Regions from separate parts of the Gossypium hirsutum genome. Here region 1 is linked to region 2. Evidence: chromatin contacts called from public Hi-C data. All regions are on one chromosome and are shown on one strand. Each heading gives the region's core, a stretch centred on a gene start, on an enhancer-like site or on the middle of the called end of the contact. The rest is flanking DNA. Distances are from core to core; before and after follow the strand shown. Region 1 has its middle 16 kb from the start of LOC107913840. Region 2 holds the start of LOC107913710 (gamma-tubulin complex component 4).

The links. Hi-C and Micro-C count contacts between places; a contact is called where the count stands out from the background.
Region 1: a contact with region 2 is called in a Hi-C map of leaf, with 2.6 times the contacts expected there. The contact joins the enhancer-like site here to the promoter of LOC107913710 in region 2. A contact is called at or near these places in 2 of 34 Hi-C or Micro-C datasets (leaf and seedling).

The regions. Positions count from the first base shown.
Region 1 is chrD08:13,284,248-13,288,801 of Gossypium_hirsutum_v2.1, reverse strand. It overlaps the pseudogene LOC107913849. Among protein-coding and RNA genes, the nearest start is that of LOC107913840, 16 kb to the right of the region's middle. Within about 2 kb of position 2,626, at least 6 of the 9 cell types and tissues checked have an H3K27ac peak or open chromatin away from gene starts, as enhancers often do.
Region 2 is chrD08:12,936,092-12,941,140 of Gossypium_hirsutum_v2.1, reverse strand. It overlaps LOC107913710 (gamma-tubulin complex component 4), which reads left to right and starts at 1,776. Exons shown (of 17, transcript XR_001688634.2): 1 at 1,776-2,129; 2 at 2,199-2,490; 3 at 2,565-2,701; 4 at 3,092-3,190; 5 at 3,411-3,531; 6 at 4,143-4,412; 7 at 4,504-4,584; 8 at 4,654-4,737; 9 at 4,925-5,011.

The DNA of each region.
Region 1 (4,554 bases), core at 1,377-3,876, 350 kb before region 2:
TTGGCTGCACTGTTGCCTATGCTACTTTGTAGACTCACTATTGTTGTTGGATCTTTGATCTCCCCATGCTTGGATTCATCAACAGCAACTTTGCATGCAGCGTAGTCATCATCTACTGTACATCTCTGTATAAGAAATGAGGAACCAATAAGCCTAAATGACTATTTAAGCTAAATACATGCAAATTTGGAGAAAATAATGTTAGATTATTACCTTTACATTGGTCAAATCTACATTCTGTTCCTCAAGGAAAATAATGAATTCCTTGAAATTATCTTCAGTTGGGAGGTAATGACCACTGTAAGGCCAAATAGCCTGGAAAGGAAGATAAGCATTTAGCATCATACATTAGATATTGATCCAAATATTGTATTAGGTAATATCTTATGAATAAGTTTCTTGGGGACCAATTAATAGGCTTTGTAGGGATACGAAAAAGAATTCTGCAGAACACCTGGTGTATTCCATGTGTTTAAACACTAGAGAGCAGAAAAATTGGTTTTGTTTCGAGGCTCAGGTTTAATATTTGTTTATAAAGTTTTTGGAGATCTTTATAATCTCTACGTTTATAGTGGATTTTCATCTCTCATTCATGGATGTAAGCAACCAGGCCCAAACTTCATTAAAATAGTGTCTCTTGTGCATATGAGTTGATCTCATGCTGATTACTTTTCCTCATATAAATTTCTAACGAAACAGTCTAAAGGGAAAAAAATCCGGTGTAAGGTATTTGGAATTGCAGTGTGCACAATATTTACCTCAAGAACTCCTTGAGAAACCACCAATCTTTCGGCTGCGGTCGTAGCCCCACTGGAAAGGAAACTTGAGTGCTGAAAAACACCTTTTTTCTTCTGCCCAACATACAAGGATCTTGATGTGCTAAGTACAAAAATCCACTTGGAATCATCAATGGTGTTAACAAGTAATCCGGATTGCTTGTAAACAAGCTTTCCACTACAATCACTTCAAATGCTTCCCTCTCTTTCTGCAAGCAAGAAAAAACAGATATGATTAAAAACATACACAAAAAACAACTTTAAACAGAATTGGAGCATTTCAAATGGGATAGAACTAAATAAGACTCACTGGTCTAAGATAATTAATGCATTGCTGTTGTAGACTAGTTCTTTGACACTTCTTAAGGCTTAGTTCTTTGCCATCACCGATATCCAACCTTCAGTTCCATGATAGAAAATGAATTTCAAATATCAGAACATAAGGGTGAAAAAGAGTAGCTTTCACTTATGTAACTTTGGAGTTTAGTTTTACAAAAGTACATAACCAGTAGAAGAAAGGTTGTGAGCTCTTGCTTGCAGACCAAACATCATAGTAAAAGTGCAAATTGTGTACGTAACGATGGCGTGGATCAATCTGCAGCAAGATAAAAGGAAAAAAATAGTTACTCATAAATCTAAGAAAATAACATAACATCCAGATCTGGTCCATGTGAGTTCTAATGATACCATATCTTAGCAGAGTTTGCTATAAACACACAAAAAGGGGACTCAATGGAAAAGCCAATTTTGGAGTAATCAAGAAGGATGGTATGGACTTACAGCTTCAAGCCAATGTTGAAGTGCTAGTTTTTGAGCATTTTCATCCTTAGACAAACCCTTTCCTAACTACAAATTCAAAAAAGGATGTTCTTGTCAGTCTTCAAGCAAAATGTTAAGAACCATTGGGGGGAAAAAGTGCTAAGTAATGTATTTTAAGGACTGGAAACAACTTAGAAAAGTACCTTGGCAGCCGTTGTTTTAGCCCTTGACCACTTTGATATCACAGTTTCTTGTTTCTCAATCTCATTGAACGAAATAGAACACCTTCTTAGTGCTGCAAAATCTAAGGTCTTCCACCTGCAGATGTTAAGTGAATGTAAGAACCAAAACAAATAACTCGAAATCGAAAATACTGAAAAAAGGAACAGAAAAATTGAGATTATATGGAGACAAACCAGAGCTCTTCAACCACAACTGCACAATTTGCAAGGTTCCTTCTTGTCCTATATACCCTTTGTAGACTTTTTGAAGCTTAGTTGCAGTAGAATCAAGCTCAGTTACAGGCCTTGGAGAAGAAAATACAATTGGTTCAATGAGCTTTATGGTGGGGTTTTTTGGTATAACTTTTCTATTTGGTTTAATAGATGGTTCAAGCTTTGTTTCATGGGAATCACCACCATTATCAAAACTACCAAAAACCTTGTGTTCAAGGATTTCCTCCCGTGCTAATAAAAGCAAAGAAAGGGAAATACCCATTGATTTCAAAGAGGAAGAAAAATAAAAAACCTCACCTACAACAAAGAAAGCAGTCCAAAAACTAAAAAGAAAACTTTCTTTTTCTTCTGACTTTTGAGCTCAACTGCAAAGTAAATTCAACTTGTTGAAGTAGGTGAAGACAGACAGCTTAATGTATAGGCAATTGGGTGGCAGGTTGAACAATTCAAGCTATACCGTAGAAAATTTTTAGTAACATCCCTAAGAAAATGGAGCATAAGATGGCAATCAAATTCCAGCGAAAGAAAATATTAAACAGAAGAGGAACTAATTAAACAGAAGAAGAAAAGAAACTCTCACCTGCGGAAGAGGAACAAAGAACAGGAAAGAGCTTTGAAAGCCGAAAATGGGGAAAAAAATTGGGTATACAGCTCCAAAGAACCAGCAGAGGGGAAAGAACGTTTGGGGGAGAAGACAGGATAATTTGGTCAATTATCATCCAAAAGCACTTCAAGCTGAAGAAAAGGAGAAATTTTTAGCTTCTTCATCTGGAGAAAAACCCTTTTCTGATGGTGAAATGTTTACGTAAAAGGAGGCCATTCTTTATTCCTTTTAAGAGAGAAAAGGACTTTTTATTGAAAAACTCCTTCTAAAACGGGGCCTAAGGCCCAAAACTGTGTCGTTTCAAATCTCTATATAAACCAAAATTTTTATTTTAAAAAATAATTTCTCCATTTTTCTAAAAAAATTAGAAAAAACACTCTCCCCCTCTTTCTTAACTCCCCTCTCCGACCATGGCTCCAGCCATCGGACCGCTGTGGCGGCCGCCGATTGCCGGCGACGGCACCATCGTCCACGGTGGCTAAAAAGTTAGAAAATGTCATTTTTTGGATTTTCGACTCCTTGACCCAAAAAAAAGCATCGTTTTTCATCGAAAACGGTGAACCTTGGCCACGGCGGCGCAAAAACCGAAACAAAAAGGTATGTTTTCTTCTTTATTTTCTTCTTTTTTTAAAAAATGAAATCAAACAAAAATAAAAAAGAAAAATAAGTAGAAACCGAGACTACCTCTGAAAAATTTACTACTTTCGATTGGTTTTTTCTTGTATTAATTGTATCGTAAAAAAGTTACATCACTGTTTGTGGCTTTTTATAGCCCAAAAAAAAGAAGAAAAATACAATATTTGCTATTATTTCCCTTTGCCTCCGTGTTTGTCCTTCTTTTTGTCTTGTCTGTAGGTACTAAGCGCGTGGAGGATGGCGTACGGCAGTGGCAGCGGGGGGCTATGTGCGGCGACAGCAAGCTAGGGTTTCATTTTTGTTTCCTGAAGACATTGTGGGCTAGGGTTAGGGTTAGGTTTTAGGCTGTTGGGCTTGAATTGGGTTTAGTAATTTGTCTCTGTAAATGAACTTTTATTTTTATTTTTTTTGGGTTTTATTTTTTTGTATGGTCTTAGGCCTGGGCGAAATTGGCCTAGTACAACTACACATTTCACACATTCAGTCGGTGAACAGGATAACTCTTTAAAAATCCTGATGGCATTCACTAACCAGAACTCAACTCTCTCGGGATCATCCTCAGCTGTAGCTCAGAATTCTTTAGCTCCGTACTTACGGATCTTATCAATAGGAGGCTTACTAACTTAGATAGGTTCTGTACCTTGAGGATTAACGGGAACCGATTGGGGAGTAGGAGGGGGTAGAGGTTGTTGAGCAACCGGGTTCGTTCGTATGCACTCGGTGAACCACTCATTCATCAGTTGGAAGAAGTCTTCCGTAGCCTCTCCTCTCTGGCCCTTAGATACGGGCCTCGTACCACTTGAAGCTACTCGTGAACGAAGGCTTGAGCGTTACTCTTTACTTCATCAGAATCAGCTCGGTTGGATGTCATTGCTATATAAAAACATGTTTTAAAACGGTCAAGAGATATCACATTATCACAGGTTATATAATGACATGTATAGCTAGACTCGTATACGGTACATTAGTCTGAGAATCAACTAAATCGTAGCTTTGATACCAATAAATGTAACACCCCTAACCCGAATCCATCGTCGAAATAGGGTTACGAAGTATTACCACATATTACAAGCAAATAGAGAGAAAATACGAACATGTCATATCATATAGTATTCATATCAAAAACCAATCACATTCATACATATTGTCCCTTATACGAGCCCTCAAGGCCTAAAATATGCATTAGAAACAAATCGAGACCAAATCAGAAATTCAGAAAATATTTCAGAAACATTTAAAATTTTCAAAGCTACAGGGGTCACATGACAGTGTGGCCAGGCCGTGTGGGCATTCGAAATAGGGACACACGGCTGTGTCCCATCCC
Region 2 (5,049 bases), core at 527-3,026:
AAAAGTTATATTGTAATGTTTTACTTTTCTTTAGAATTTGTATTTTAAATTATGCCACATAAAAATTGACATGTTATTTAATGATTTTAATAATAAGACTTTATCAATATGACACAGATAGTTTAAGAACCAATTTTAAACGAAGGTTATAATTTGAGAATGTTTAGTTCAATTAACTCTTAAACTATTTTTTTATATTAATGTAAAAAAGTCTATATTCATATGTTAATAAAAAAATCTTTATATATATAAAAGTTAAAAAAATTAGGTTAAAATATGCCATAAGTTTGTGTAGCTGTTAAGTTTTTGAGGTTAAATTCAAGTAAACTATAATGTTTTTTCTTATTTACATGGCTGCCAATTAACTAATTTTTTATATTTCAAAATGTTACACCAAAAAATTTAACAAAAAAAATTAATAGTGTTAATAGTTGTACTTAATTTTTAGAATCTAAAAAATAGAGACTAAATTCTTGGGAATCAAAGTACATGAATTAAATTTTAAATTTTCAAAAAGTAGAACGAATTATGGCAGAGTTTGACCAAAAATTACATAGTTAGGGCATCAAAAATTAGTCACCCGAATCAAATTTCACCGTACTTAAAGGCTTGGACGTTTGCATCCAACACAGCAACACGCAAAGCCTACGTGCTCTCCTGCATTGTTCCCTTGTGCTTTTTGCACCCAGAGGTTCTACGTCAAGGATAGTATCAACATTTGAAAGAAAAAAATAAAAGGAAGGGGGTTTGTAAATGGTAATATCCTTAGGCCCAGAAAAAGAGGTGGATACGTGGTGGCGGGACGAGATTCTTGGTGGCAAAGCCAAAGGCTAGCAATGTTAGGGTAGTACTAGTAGGGGTGGGAATGGGGATGGATAGGTGCTAGAGTGCCTGTGCCTTGGATCCTGCAAAGTGATTGGGACCGGTAGTGGAGGAATGACTAGCTTTATTTAAATAAGGTCGACAACACCCGCTTGATCTTCGCTACATACACATTTTTACTTTGAAATTTCTTTGCTTTGCGTACGATTCCACCATGATTGCATGGCATATGGCATGGCTTTTTTCCCTTTCTTTCTTCTTACCTACATCTAGGTGTTGTTTTAATTTCCTCCACTACTCGCCCAACCAACATTCTTCAATTTCTCACTTTCACTCAATATTGCTATCCCCTTAGCTTCCCCAACCCATTGCGGTGCCCATCATTTTCTCTCTCTGTTGCACTTATAAATACTTCACAGTTTCCTCATTCATCTCATATTCATTGAAAACATTTTAGTAGATGAGTAGCTCCTTGTTGGAGAAGCAGGGTACGTGCAAAAGTGTAATTTCTCTTCTCTTTCGCTTTGCACGTGCTCCCCTTTTTTACCATGGGTTCCTCTTCCTCACTTCTTTTGTATTCTCTCTCATTCAATTATAATAAGTTGTAAAATAACATTATTATTCCCCATTTCTTAGGATTACTTTGATGATAAAAAAAATATATTTTAAAAAATATATTAAATGATTATAATTTTATTTATGCATTATAGTAATTGATTATAATCGTAATTATTAGAATTCTAACTTTTGAGAAAATTTAAATGCTTAAAAATATTGTTTATCCTAATCGCAACTCGAAGGTGAAGTCAACAATTTTTTTGTTAGAATTAAATTGTATATGTTTATGATAATAAAAATGTAATATGCTTTTAATAATTAAGGATTAAATCATATTTTTTCCATTAGTTATTTAAAATTTTATAAATTATAAAAGAATTAAATGGAAAGTTTTCCATTTGGCCCCGCCTTCGCCACTGGTTGCAACAGTGAGGTGAGCCGCGGCCGTTAAACTGTCCCCTGGCTTTCGTCCCGCGTTTTTTGGAGGCTAACTTATATAATTCGGCGAAGTGTAACAGTCATGGATTCTCATTGATTGTTTTCCCATTTTTTGCGAAAACGATTAAAGAAAAGGCGAAGATGCTGCACGAAATTTTACTAGCACTAGTTGGCTGTACCGGAGATCTCATAATCGACGAGCGAGAACACCATAAATCTCTCGGCATTCCCTTATATCCCGACGCCCCCATCTCTGATCAATGCTGCTTCAAGCTTGCTTCCGATATCTCCTTCATTGACCGCAGCGAAAGGTGAAACCTTCCTTTTTCAATGTCGTGAATACTGAAACCTTTTTTTTAATACGACTGCTATTCTTTCAGGGATCTTATCGAGAGGTTAATTGCGTTAGGGTTTTACTATCGAGAGCTCGATCGCTTTACAACGAAATCCCGAAATTTAAGCTGGATAAGGTCCGGTGATGTTTCACCTTCGAATAGAGCGTCCGAGTTGTCGAATCGTAAAACCGAGAAGCCAAGCATTTATCGCAGAGCCTTTGCTAATGGTCTGGTAGAGGTTCTCTCTGTTTATAGGTCTGTTGTTCTTCAAATCGAGCAGAAATTGTTGTCGGAGACCATGCCTATTTTAGCAACTGTCATTCAGGGTCTCAACAAGGTTCTTTCACTGGCATCCTTTAGCTTCTCTTTGTCCTTTTCCCGGTTTACAAGCTTTTTTTTTATTGGTCGCAGTTCTTTGTTGTTTTGCCACCTTTATACGAGCTTGTTCTAGAGATTGAGCGTGATGATTTACGTGGGGGAAAGCTTCTTAACCTTTTACACAAACGCTTCCACTGTGGGGTGCCTGAATTACAGGCTTGCATTCAAAGGTATTCACTTTTCTTTTGTTTGATTGCTTCTTCTTTTTGATTTAGAAAAGGTTAGCCAATAATCAGTCTCCATTTTTTATATGAATGTCAATACTATCCTTTTTGTAATTTTATGCGTCTCTAGTGAAAATTTTTTAGTGTAATTAAAAGGTAGATTTATTACATTCTTCAGTATACTGAGACAATTAATGGAGGCTGAAGCAATGAATATGGTCCACATTTTATATGCTTACTTTTTCAGTGTTAATGAAAATGCATGTGAACGACTGGGAAATGTTTATGCTTGGTTTACAAGGGAACTGGCTTGAAATGCGGTTATAGTATATTGATTGTTTAAAATATGTTGGGCTCCTTATAATCAGCTTGCTAAACTAATTTCCTTAACCATAGGCTTCTTTGGCATGGTCATCAAGTGTTGTATAACCAACTTGCGTCATGGATGGTTTATGGTACTCTTCAAGACCATCATGGAGAATTTTTCATTAGAAGGTAAGACCAAAAGAGTTCCTTTGTTGCTTCATGGTTTAAAAAAAATATATTTTTGTTTTTAGATATTACAAATTTGATGATTGTGTATGGTACTTAAACGTCCTTTTTTGAAGTTAAAATGTCTTCTAATTCTTTAATCCTATGATCTTGCATGGACCTTCTCTTTGGTTTGTGTATCTTTACACTTTTGAAACTGGTTTGATAAACATAATACTTTCAGGCAGGAAGATCAAAATATGGAGTATGGCTCATCTATCCCAGATACATCTGAAAAGTTGGCACGCTTGTCAGCTGATGATACATCTTTAATGGATTGGCACTTGGGTTTTCACATATTCCTGGTATTTTGGAGTTGTCTCTTGCATTGTCTTTGTTCTTTTTTGGGTCACATTTTTGCAAACTTTTCTTCCTTGTTTTAGCTAAATTGATTTTCTTTTATTCAGCTAAAATGAATTTTAAACTAGTTGGAAGGGGGGAAAATAATCAGAGGGTTTGTGGTCAATTAACAAACTTGCATCACTTATGTATCAGGAGTTAGAAAGTTGGAGAAGGTCATTTTCTTTACTTAGAGAAACATTAATAATTGCAGAATGAGATCTGAAAGCCTGATACAACCCCATTTGAGCTTTTATTTATTGTTATTAGGAGACTTTGCTCACTTTATTTGGATTTATTGCTGAAGGTGTTAGTTTCCCTAGATGAATAGGATGCCACTGGTTTTTTACATAAGCAATTTATTAGGAAATAAGGATTTGTGGTTTGGTTTTCTTGTTAGCTTAAATATGCATGTCAGAAAACCAGTGGCCTATTTTCTGTTGCTGCAAACCCATGGGTTAAATGGAAGGAAGCCTGGAAATCAATCTCTAGATAAAAGAATTTGATAGAGGCTTCTTTTGAAATCTTATTTTTGTTGCTGTTGTAAGCTATTTGTTCACTTAATGTTGTTCCGTAGGATATGCTCCCCGAGAATATCCATATGCATGCTGCAGAGTCTATTCTTTTTGCTGGTAAAGCCATCAAGATTCTCCGGAATCCAAGCCCTGGCTTCAAGTTTCAAGATGCTCTATGTAAGCAGCAGACGGGAAAAGGCTCTCAAAATGTTCATGAATCTGCTGCGCATCATCGCTTCCACAAGAAGCCTATCAGTGGAAGAATAATTGGAGAAGAATTGCTTCCGCAATCTGAGGCTGATAAGATTGAAATTATGCTTCAAGATCTAAAGGTTTTCTTCCATAATTACGTAGTATCATATCTACTTTAGTGCCTTTAAATGGTAGAAAGTCATTTATCAGTTGTGGATCGATTATATGTAGGAATCGTTGGACTTTCACAAGAGATCATTTGAATGCTCAGTTGACTCCATCCGGGCTATTGCAGCTAGTCATCTTTGGCAGGTGATATATGTCAATTTTCTTAAATAATATACTTGAAGCCTGTATTTACTGATCAATTGCTTCCTACAGCTGGTGGTTGTACGTGCTGACTTGAATGGCCACCTGAAGGCTCTAAAAGACTATTTTCTTTTGGCGAAAGGAGACTTTTTCCAGGTAAATAATGTACTGTATCGACGGCCTTTGCCAGAAAACAAAAGGGGGCAGGGAGGAAGGAGAGGAAACTGGAAAACTTCCTTTAGGTTCTCTATTCTAGTATTTTTCACTTTTTCAACAAGATAAAATGATTTTATTTCTTTGCAATATATAGCGTGCATTTTATTCATTTTTGTTATCATTTTAGTGTTTTCTTGAGGAGAGCCAACAGCTAATGCGCTTACCACCTCATCAGTCAACTGCTGAAATTGATATTATAGTTCCATTTCAGATGGTATGAGATACTAATAACTTGTTTGAAACCAATATAGA